2 separate regions of the Sus scrofa genome follow, and region 1 is linked to region 2. The links are chromatin contacts, called in public HiChIP or PLAC-seq maps. All regions are on one chromosome and are shown on one strand. Each heading gives the region's core, a stretch centred on a gene start, on an enhancer-like site or on the middle of the called end of the contact. The rest is flanking DNA. Distances are from core to core; before and after follow the strand shown.

What was found. HiChIP or PLAC-seq counts read pairs in DNA pulled down with a chosen protein or histone mark.
Region 1: an H3K27ac HiChIP or PLAC-seq map of alveolar macrophages shows a contact between it and region 2. The contact joins two enhancer-like sites. A contact is called at or near these places in 1 of 47 Hi-C or Micro-C datasets (subcutaneous adipose tissue) and 1 of 2 datasets of contacts at active chromatin or transcription factors (alveolar macrophages).

The regions. Positions count from the first base shown.
Region 1 is chr1:10,207,895-10,214,131 of Sscrofa11.1, forward strand. All of the region lies in intron 1 of ARID1B (AT-rich interactive domain-containing protein 1B), which reads right to left. Among named protein-coding and RNA genes, the nearest start is that of ARID1B, 16 kb to the right of the region's middle. Within about 2 kb of position 2,822, at least 5 of the 83 cell types and tissues checked have an H3K27ac peak or open chromatin away from gene starts, as enhancers often do. A contact at or near this core is called in alveolar macrophages, where this site is marked.
Region 2 is chr1:9,949,263-9,954,946 of Sscrofa11.1, forward strand. All of the region lies in intron 4 of ARID1B (AT-rich interactive domain-containing protein 1B), which reads right to left. Among named protein-coding and RNA genes, the nearest start is that of ARID1B, 280 kb to the right of the region's middle. Within about 2 kb of position 3,914, at least 14 of the 83 cell types and tissues checked have an H3K27ac peak or open chromatin away from gene starts, as enhancers often do. A contact at or near this core is called in alveolar macrophages, where this site is marked.

The DNA of each region.
Region 1 (6,237 bases), core at 1,572-4,071, 260 kb after region 2:
TCCATGGCTTCTGTGGAGCACGCCCTACATTCTCCATCTCCTTCTACAGCTCTTTGGCTGGCTCCTTTTTCACACTTTAAACGTCAGTGCTCCCTGAATTCCTCAGCACCCCTCTCTTCACACACATGGCAAGGGCAAGCTCATGGACCCACGCTCCACCGACACCCCCTGCTGAGCACCCACGTTTATATTCTGGGCCGAGATCTCCCTCCTCTACTCCAGATCCCTATTTTCTATCTGCCTACGAGCATCTCCATTTAGCTGTTTGGAACACATCTCAAACCCAACATGTCCAAAACCACAGCCTGTTACTAAATATACAGGATGATTCAAAAGCAACTGAACACCTTCAAAAGTTACGGTACCATGTGATGTCTCCCTGCGGAGTCCGAGCCAGAACTCTGGGTCTGCACCACCCCTTCTTCTCAGCGAGGAGGACATGCAGGCAGCATTGGGGCTGCCATGTGCCATTTCAACCAGTGACAGTGAAAATGTCACCATCCTGTGACACAAGAGGTGCATTTCTAAGAGACTACAGAAAGAACCGGTAGCTCCTTTACAAATTTTTAGTATATATATTTTGTTGTTGTTGTTGTTGTTGTTGTTCTCATGACCACACCGCAGCATGTGAAAGTTCTGGGGCCGGGGGCTGAATCTGAGCCGCAGCTGCTGCAATGTCAGATCCTTTAACCCACTGGGCTGGGCCAGGGATCAAACCCATGCCTCCACAGCCACCCAAGTCACTTAAGTCAGATTCTTTTCTTTTTCTTTCCATTTTTTTTTTTTGCTTTTTAGGGCCACACCCACGGCATATGGAAGTTCCCAGGCTAGGGGTCAAATCAGAGCTGCAGCTGCCAGCCTACACCACAGCCACAGCAATGCAGGATCTGAGCTGTGTCTGTGGCCTACACCACAGCTTACGGCAATGCTGGTTCCTTGACCCACTGAGCGAGGCCAGGGTTCCAACCAGAGTCTTCATGGACACTAGTCAGATTCACTACCTCGGAGCCACGACGGGAACTCCTGCAGTCAGAGCCTTAACCCACTGCACCACAGCATGAATTCCCGCAGTACATATTCTTATACAGCCTCATTATTATGAAATCTTCGATTCTTTCAAGTTCCCCCGTGCTGCTGTTCCTCCCTGGTAGATGCAGGGATCTGCCATCTCTGGGGACTCAAGTTGTACTGGAAGATAAACCCAGAAGCAGGGTCTGGGTCTCATTCACTGCTGTAAGCCTAGTTCCAACACTCTGTCACACAACAGGTGCTAAACAGATATCAGTGTCTCGATAGGCATGGAGAGCTGTTTGTTGAATGAGTCAAGTACACATAAAGTGGTGCAGTAGCTGGCAATCAACTCAGGTCCAAGCCTGGCTCCCCACTCTTCCTCCGCAGGATCTCTTGGGGCGTGGAGGGTGTCCCCAGAGCTCTACAACCCTGTTTCTCCTGCAGACGGGGCCCAAGGTGCTCCAAGACACCAAGGCATGTCCGCCTGGCCGGCTTCTCCCCGATGCCCTTAGAAGGTCACAAGGGACCAGCCAGTGCAGCCTGCCTCCTCCCTGAGGCCTGGCAGAACTTGCTGCATCTCACCTGCCTGCTTCTACAGGTGCCTCGCTTCTAACCTGCCGCCCACAGCTGCTCGACTAACCTCTCCACTCTGTACTCTTCATACAGCCAAGGGGAAGGTTACCACGGCGAACCAAATTACTATCATCTGTGCCTGGAAAAGGAGGCGATGGCTTTATTCTTCTTTGACAGAGTTAAGTTCATGAGCATTTTGACAGTGATTTTCTTAGGGCTTTCTCAGCTATTTCGGAATGTTAAGATTATACTGTCGAAAATCATAGCACTAGATGAATGATACATTCCTACAGAAATTCTCTGAAAGCACTGACACGGGTAGACAGCTGTTAGCTTTCCAGGCAAAAGATACCTCATATCACAACGAACAAGATTAACACGTGGCTGCAAAGACAATGAAGATGCCCAGCCCTTCAGAAGCCTGAAGGCCGAACAAAACCAAAGGTCCGATCTTAGAGAAAAGGATGTGCCTGTGACACTCAGCAACAAACCTAAAAAACAGGTTTCCAGTTTTGTTCTGTTTTTTTCTCTCTGTGGTTCCTACAGGATGTTAATTCATTTGCTTGAGATGGGTTAGGTACAGTCAGCATTAACTACAAAAACTATAAACCCATGGGCACTCCAGTAGTGATACATTATTATAAATAAAACAAAATCAAAAGAGGAAACAGAGACAGGAAAGCCTTCATTTAATCCCAAGCTAAAAACAGCACTATGGCAATACCTCGTCTGGAAATTCTTGCAGCCTCAAATTTAGGAGCAAGCAGGAGGTGAGGGAAATGCAAGCGGAAAACCCAGGAAATAGACATGAACAGAGCCAGTGCTGCCATCCTGCCTACTGCTCAAAAACCTCTGCAGCAGTGGTTAAGTGGGATTTAACTTCACATCACTTGCTTCAAACAAGGTTATGAGCCAAATTGATTTTTTTTTTTTCAAAGCTATGAGATTTGGTTTTATTTTAAAAGACAGAATCAGTTGGGGACGTAAAAGAGAAATTCCCCAGTACTGAATGGTAAGGATCATCAGACACAATGAGGAAGACAAGGACCAAGAGGGTCTCCGGACCCATCCAGCATCCTGTGGCCTGGCCAGCCTAGACGCTGTTCCTCGGCTAAGTAGGTACAAATCAAAATGAGATACACGCCTAGGTCTAGTGACGGGGTGCTTTTAACACCTTCCCAAACCACGGCCTCCAGAACAGCCATGAGGCAAGAGCAAAGGCAGACATAATCATGACTATGTGTCATGAAATGACCTCACCAAAGAGAGGATTTTTCTGCTTACATTTGTTCTTTTAGCTGTATTATTAACACCCTGATGGACTTAAGATATGCCAATTTGGGGGTTTGTCTTACAACTTTCACCACCATAGGAGTTCACTCTGGGCACATAACGACATTCGGTTCCATTTTATTGATTTTTCACTCTAAAATTTTCTCCTCCAGCTGCCTGTGTTCCCCCTACTCTCCAATCTTCTGCTCCCTGATGGTCACTTGTCCTCTTTCCTTCATTCTTAAACTTACCAATTTCTGGACCCCTAACACCAAGTGATCTGAGACGTAGGCCCGTCCATTCAACCCTTCTCTCGTCCAAAAATATTTATTAGGCATGTATTAGTAGACACTGTTCTCCATGCCGGTCCATCACCTGCCCATCCCAGAAACTTCGGTCACAGCCACGTACAAATAACTGCAGACGGAAGAGAACCTGGGTTCCTCTGCAAACATCACAGCCTCCCTTGACAACGCAGCTTAAAGCAACGACCCAGATCATGGAGCAGAGCTTCCCTCGACGGCCAGACGTAGATTCATGTTCAGTGACACTATCAGAAAAACCCAAGAGCCACCTGCATGGGCTGGGAGCACATGCTCTCTCCCCTCCTCTGTCTGGTGTGACCAAGGGGCCAAAATACACTAAAAGCTCCTCAAGCGTAAGAATGTAATTCTGTACATCTTAGTGATGACAAAAGGTCTGTTTATCTAAACTTTACCTCTAGCTCATCAATGACCTCTGTAGGTGGCAGAGAGCTGGGTGTACAGGTCATTCCAGGTCCTGAGAGCACCTGAATCCTGGAGCAGGGTTTGGGGACCTTGTCTGGCCCCCTGGGTGAATCTGACAGGCAGCCAGATCTGGAAGCACTCCTTTAGTGGAGAGAACCGGGCTTTAGCATCAGGTAAACTGGGGGTTGAAAAGATTTCTTAATGCTCCCGGCTTACCCATCTAGGAAAGAGGGAGACTGCCTTGCAGGACTGTTGGGATGCTGCAGTGACTCCAGGCCACATGCCTGGCACACAGCGCAGGAGTTCAGAACAGGAGCTAGGATCGCTGGTACTGCCCTTACTAGATCACTATTATATAGGACTCTTCTAAAAATCTTTCTCTGAACTTACACTTCCTATGTGCGAGGCCAAAACCAGAAAGCAGTGTGTAAGCGTTTTGTCAATCGTGCCAGACTGGAACGAGACTGACTTCATGTGTCTCCACACGGCAGTCTTACACAGGCCGCCCTTTAAAACAAAAAGGGAAAACGCACTCGAGGTTTGGCTGCTGACTCACTACCACCTTGCCGCGCTTCCTGCCTCATCCGCACCCAGCTGGCCGCTCTTCCAGGAGGGCCACTCGCACTGGGCCGCTCTGCCCTTGATTACGTGGCCACCCAGCCCCTCCTCCAACAACAGGCTCACGACGCCACCGCCTCCGGTGCAGGCCACCCCTCCTCACTCCCACCTCGAGTTAATCTAATTCTGCGGGCACACCTGCTGCTCCATCCTCCCAGCAGCACACAGAGATGCTGCTCAGACATCCATCCTGCCATCTATGGGCCACCACTCCTCAAAAGTCTGCCACGTTAACAGAAATCCGCGCCAGGCCCCACGTTCTGCATGAGATGACCCGAAACTTTTCCCAATTTTTTTGCTCGTCCTCATATGGAAAAGACACAAGCCTTTCTCAGGTCAGGGGATAATTTCCCTTCCCTCTTAGTCTACTGTATCCACTAAGCCTAGTCCCCACCCAGACATCCTCTTCTGCATCCCACAGAAAGAGCTGGGTACCAACAACGCCTCCCACGGAGCCCATAACGGATGCTCTGACCCATAATATTTCACAAGCCCTAACGCACACAGGAAAGGCTGGGCTCTGCAAGCCACACAAAAGCGCTCATAAATTTCAGCCTGCTCTCATCATCCCCTCCGCCTCCTAAGGAACGAGGTAGAATACCACTTCAGACACAGGATTCTCATAAGAACCTTCCTTTTCAGTACTTTATCACAGCAACCTAATCAAGGGTCAAGACTATTATTCATGGTGAATTTTACTTTAGTTTCAAGCACATTTACTAACAGAGAGAAGGTAAACCTTCTTCAAATCTAGGAATAAACACCCAAAAATTTGCTATTAATCATTACAACACTGAGTCAGGGCTCTCACATGAGCAAAGCTAAGTCTACGAGCATCGATTCACTTCGCAATTCTGGGGTGCAGGAGTTCTCTCGTGGCATGGCAGGTTAAGGATCCAGAGTTGTCACTGCAGCAGCCTGAGTCACTGCTATGGCCCGGGTTTGATCCCTGGTCCAGGAACTTTCACATGCCGCTGACGTGTTGAAAACAAAACAAAATTCTGTAGCACAAAGACAAAGAAACATGCTGACTCCTCCAGACACAGGCGATACATTCATCTCTCCGACTTACTGATGTCTTCTTTCGAAAGACTCATCTAAATTAAGTGTATTTAAGCCCATGCTTGCCCACAACATTAAAATTCTTTTAATTCTCAAGTAGTAGTAAGGAAGAAACAAAAATTCAAAGAAGATTTCAAAAATGTAGGTTAGAAGAGCGGAGTCCAAACTGATTAGACATGCCCGTAAGGACAATTTCCTTTCTCAGAAGGACACTGTTCCCAAACTCCTACACTTCTTTCTCTGTCCCTCTCTGTCCCTCTCTCTGTCCCTCTCTCTGTGTCCGTGTCGCTTCTCAGACCCGTACGTACCCTGCGCATCATCCACACCACGGACAGTTTCCTCCTGGACCAGGAGGTGAGCCTGCCGGCCTCCCTGTGTTATCTGTCCACGTTCCACTTGAATCCAATTTCCTTGCATTACCTCTGCCCAGGTCAGGGATGAATGGCTGTCAAATTCCCAGAGGAATAAAAAGAAAAAACCCTTTCTTCCTGAGGCAGCAAGTTTCAATTCACAGAGCACATGGCTAATCTACATATGTGAAGGTCACGGCACTTCAGTCAAAGAGGTTAAGAATGGAGCAGCTCACGTAAGGGGTTGTCTTAAACATCTTGGCATGAGGCCCAACAAGTAAGATTGTTGAAAAGCAATAGATAGCTTCTGGCAGCAGCAAGGGGAAAAATATTTTGATCATGTGATGCCATACACACTACCTAGTTTATTTTGTGTGTGAAAGTTTGAGAGTCCCTAAAACATACCACAGATGCAAATCAAATCCAGATTTTAGCTTTACCAGTTTAGCCAGGCTAGTACACCTTCCTCTCCATAAAACGCATTTATATGAAATTTCTAGGTGCACTGAGAATTAAATTTCAACATACTGATGACCAGTTGGTTGATTACAACTTTCTTTGCGTTAGTTTTTCAAAGAGCCATGAAATACTGGGAAAAGGTTATTTACACTAAAACAAAACAA
Region 2 (5,684 bases), core at 2,664-5,163:
GAGACTGAGGATGACACGCCAAGGCGGAGGCTTGACTTGAGAGGCCGGACCTGCCCGGGTCCTATCTCTAAAGCGCATTTCATTCCGACTGGTCAGCTGAGGTTGTTACTAGCTCTGAGGCTAACAGCAGTTGAGGAAGCATCTGGAAAACTTCTGTGGATCCAGCCAGCACTGAACATTTTCCATGTGACTAACTGTGGACTGATTTGCAAGGACCCAGGAATAAGGAGGTCTAGGAGAGGACAAATTAAAATGAAAGTCTTCACTCTGAGCAACAATATAGTCGAAACACAAGAAACGCTACAACAAACATTTCTGAATCATTAGAAAACCAGCACAGGCTCTAAACGCTTTCTTTTGCTCTTTAGTATTACAAATGGACAGTGCTAAACAAGCTTTCTTGAGAAACGGGCTTTAGAGTCTCAATGTCATAAATACATGAAAAAGAGTTAATTTCTGTTCAGCATGGCTAAAGATAAAGTTTCCTCACAGAGCAAGGCAAATGTCTAGGCTTAGAGACACCTGCCTTTAGTCGGACACGTTATACGGATCTACTTCAAGAACACCTTCTCCAATCAAATCAGGGGCTGAGAAGCGCAAGAAGCAGCACAGAAAAAAGAAAAACCACAGAAGGTTCTACAAGAAAGAGCCAACAATGGGAGAAGGAATCCAGGCCAGCAGCTACCAAGGATCACTGCCTCATGATGAAGCATGGAGAACAGCATGGAACGCCTATTGTAGAAACGGCTACATCTGGCACTCCTAGTCTGACACTACGAAACCTTCAAATTACCTAACCATTCCACATTCTGATGCCATACTCACCCAGCGACCTCTTCCTGGGTAGACCTGCCACCAGGAAGACCACTGCCTTGACAACTAGGATGGAGAGTGAGTCTTTTCCAGAGAGACAGTTTCACCATCTCTCAGTATCCTCCTGATAAAACTGCTTTCTGAGCCTTGCAGATTAAGCATCAGACCCTGGTCTGAAGCACATTTGCTAAAGTAATGTTACCAGGTGAAAAACCATGAAGAACTACAATCCTCTGCTAACTCTCTGCTCAAGTGAAAGTTTTACAAGGACAGATGTTAGGCCTACCCACTGGCAGTAATTCCATACGGAAACAGCCATTATAGATACAATTAGGAAGTCTGACTTATTAGAAGTATATTTTATGAGAGTTTTACATTTTAATCACATGTTATTATTTAACTAACACCTTGTAAGTTAGTGTATTGTTCTTCCACAGACTCGATTCTACAGTAGTAATACAGAATTAGAGCCACTCTGTATAGATCAATGGCTAATAGTGTAATCATCTAAAAATTTTTCTGACAGAGAACAAGAGACCCTAGGATAAGCACCTTGATGGTGTGGAAAAGTTACTGGCTTTTTATTACCAGCTACATACACATCCTCCAGGATCAGCTCCCGAGGCTCTGAGCCTGTGCCTTCACTTTTAACAGTGGCATTATACCACCTGCCTCTTAAGGTTCTCTATGAAGAGAAAAAGTATATGTACGGTACTTTGCAAAGTATCTGGTATTTACCTGTTGTTCAGTAAATGGCAGACATTCTGTCCAGGAGCACCTGCGCGTAATCTGTCAAGATTGAAAAAGAAAGAGCCTCCGTATTCCACATCCTGCAAGCCCTAGAGCAACGGTGCTCAGGTTGGTCTCGTCCATTCTTGCTCTGAAGTGAGACTGATTTCTTTAAAATGTATTTTAAGGAGTTCCTGTCGTGGCGCAGTGGTTAACAAATCCGACTAGGAACCATGAGGTTGCGGGTTCGATCCCTGCCCTTGCTCAGTGGGTTAACGATCCAGCGTTGCCGTGAGCTGTGGTGTAGGTTGCAGACGCGGCTCGGATCCTGCGTTGCTGTGGCTCTGGCGTAGGCCGGTGGCTACAGCTCCGACTGGACCCCTAGCCTGGGAATCTCCATATGCCGCGGGAGCGGCCCAAAACCAAGAAATAGCAGAAAGACCAAAAAAAAAAAAAAAAAAAGTATTTTAAAATAGTGTCAGATTAACAAATGTGTTGTATAAGACAGACATCAAGAAGCAACAGGGTAAGAGAGGCCTAACACTGCTGTCAGTTTTGCATGGAATCCCTGCTTCACACACTTTCTGTGAATATATGAGAGAAAGCTTTAAACTAAACTCACGCCTGCAGTAATTTACAATCCACAGAAGGAAAAACAGACAAGAAGGTAAGCACAATAGCAAGAGAAAGCAAAAACAAGCATCTACTGCTGTAGTGACCTACTTGGAAAAGGATACGCCACTTTGTCAAACCTTTGGATAGCTCCAGAAAGCGCCGGTAAGTAGGGACTACCTTTAGCAACTTTCATGTTTACTGTCTTACTCTTCCCATTGCAAACTCAGTGTCTATTAGCTGTTGGGAAGATTTACTATGATGTCTCGCGCATACAAAACTTCTTCCACCTACAAGATGTTGGTCTGGGAAGATATTATAGCATAGATGCTTCAGTCGAATTGTCCTTAACTGGGCTGTCTGAGAAACAAATACAAATTTCATATGTTATGAAAAAGTACAGAAAGGGCTTAATCGACTCACCTTTAAATTTTGCACTATCATTTAAGGACTGGCACAGAAAAGACACTCTGTGAGAATGAATTAGGGTCACCGGACAAGATAGAGAACAGAGTTAAATTTGCATTTTCAGATAAACAATAAGTGAGAAGGAAATAAAATGTGCAACAGAAGGACGTGGAGCTCACCTCCTCCCACAAATACATCAAAAATACATTTACACGGAGTTCCCGTTGTGGCTCAGCAGTAACGAACCTGGCTAGTATCCATGAGGACGTGGGTTTGATCCCTGGCCTCACTTGGTGGGTTAAGGATCCAGGGTTGCCTTGAGCTGTGGTGCAGGTGGAAAACGTGGCTCAGATCCTGTGCTGTCGTGGATGTGATGTAGGCCGGCAGCTGTAGCTCCAATTTGACCCCTAGCTTGGGAATGTCCATCCATATGCCATGGGAGTAGCCCTAAAGAGACAAAAAAAAAAAAAAAAAAAAAAAAAAGACTATATGTGGAACAATTCTCACAGATAAATGACAAAGTAATTTGTTTGTATTAAGTACGTGCCATGCAATATTGGGGATATGCATATTAAAATTTTATCCATTTATACAGAGAACTATATCAGATCTCCTGGGATAGACTCTGACGGAAAATAGTATTTTAAAAAAGAATATAAATATATGTATGTGTGTATATAATATGTATGACTGAGTCACTTTGCTGTATCAGCAGAAATTGGCACATTGTAAATTAATTGTACTTTAATAAAAAAATTGTTTAAAACACCTTAAACATTTCATCCATTTAACTAGGTGATCAATAATTTCGTTCCTGAATCTGGAAACCCTCAGATGGATGGAAAAAGTCCTAATAACTAGGAGTTAAAATACTTGACCCCAATGCTCAGATCCACCACCAGCCGTGGGATGTGATTCACTATGAAACAGAGATGATCCTGTTTCAGGCACTTTGCAGAGCTGATGTGAGACTGTAGCAGCAGCAGCAGCAACAGCAGCAGCAGCAACAGCAGCAGCAGCAGCAGCAAACACATGGTGCTTCCACGGGTCAGGCACTAGTGCAAGTGCCTCACGTGACTACTTCACTCATCTTCACAACTTCTTGAGGTATTTACTACTATTATTCCCAAATAACATTTTATTATTATACATTCTCATTTTTCAAAGAGCTAACAATGTAAATTCAAGTGCAGCCGGGTCTATGTGCTTAATTGACTGCTGTCAAAATAAAAATGATAAAATGTATGTGAAAAGATACAAAATGGGAGATGTTCTCAATACTGTTGCATAATTAGAAGGAATTGAAACTACTGTAAAAAGAAACATGATGAGATCTAGGCTGGGGGAGAGCCTCGCCACAGGCTGTCCAGAGGCTTCCACAGCACGGGAAGTGGGAGGCGCTCCTCTCTGTACCATTTTGTACGAAGGCGGAAAATGAAAAAGACCAGCAGCTCCTTGGGGAAGAAGCCGTAAAAGATCATTTATGAGTTAACTACCCATAGAGGGACAAAATTAACCTTGCTGTGGACAAGGGATTTGTTGAGATGGAAAGGAAGGGCATAGCTCAGAGGAGCCGCGGAGAGCAAATGAGCAGGGGTTAAGGGCTGAATCAAAACTGTGTACAAGAAGCTGTAAGGAGGTATTTATTACCATCTAAATATTGTGAATCTGTGTCAAGGCAGCATGGTGGGGCCACTGAAAGTGATAAGAAATTGAGAGGAATGGAAAAATAAGTATTTCAGATTTTGCTTTAAAGATAATAAAATGCTTTTAAAATAAACTTAAATCTGTATTTGTAACCACGTTGAAACCTGTAGATTTGTTTTTAGTGAAAAGTAGTGTTTAAGCAAAATGACTATTGAAGCCACTGAATACTGGAAAATGATTTCTTCTTCCAATGACCACAGACTGGGATTTTACATTTATTAACCAAAGTATGTATGCCTGTGTTCATACAGAAATAGAGTATTAGGTAAATAATTCTTTTCACTGCCGATAATTACCCGATCTTAAAAGAGACACACACACACACACACACACCCTATGCATCGTTATAAAGCAAAAAGGGAAATTCTGCTTTAACATCATGTTTGTTTCTGAACCCAAAGCTGAGAGGTGCTACACGCCATTTACGTTAGGAACTGTTTTCATCAACTGATGGGTTGTCTTTACAGATGTGAACTTATCAGTGTTCTGTTTCGTGTTAGTATCTAGACAAGGAGTTGGCACCAAAGTTCCTGTTTCACTAATTACATTCTTTTCCAAAAGTTCACCCTGCCTGGGTGTCCAGGTAATTGCAATTAAGTCAGGAATCCGGTAATTAGAAATTCAAGTGCCCTGCCAGGAACAATACACGTCCTTTTGACGTGCTGCCCACAAGACCTAATTCGCTTGGAAAGGACAGACGCTGATGTGAAGTGGCAGCGGAGATGCTGATTAAGCAACAAGCACTGAAATCAATTTCTCCCCTCACTGTTCCTCCTAAACCCAAAGGCACTGTATCTCATTTAAACCAACACAAAGCATTTTGTGAATGTGGAAATACGTAGTCCAAAGCTGAATCAAAGCAGTACTTTAAAAAGGTTGCTCTCTCTCACAAAACCTTCTCACGATGGGAAGGGGACGCCGAGGCTCCCTCGCCCGGCCAGGCCAGGCGGCGTGGAAGGAAATCGAGGGTCCCGTGTGCACGCTCTTCAGTACAGCCCGGCTTTGCACAGCCCGGCCCACTGAAAGCAATTCATAAATGTGGAAGACTGAGTCTCAGAGCCTGCCAGCAGCACTCTAACCCGCTGAAACTTTTTGTAAAACACAAGAATAAACATTTGTTTCACTTACCAAGTGACTAATTTCCACTAAATTAATCAGACTCTGTCTTCAACAAATCTCCTATTTTCCAGTACACTGCCCGACACTTACAATTCACTATGTAATGAAGGTTTCAGGCAGTAAAGCGAAAAAACAAGTATGTAACTAAACCTACTTTTTTAAATGGCGATGACTTAGTTGGCCTGATTATTTTATCCAAACCACTTTCTAGCTAAAGGAGTAATTTTAGCAGTTTCTCTTATTCCTGACAACACACATAAATCTAGTACCTAACAAGCTTCGATAAATGATAATGT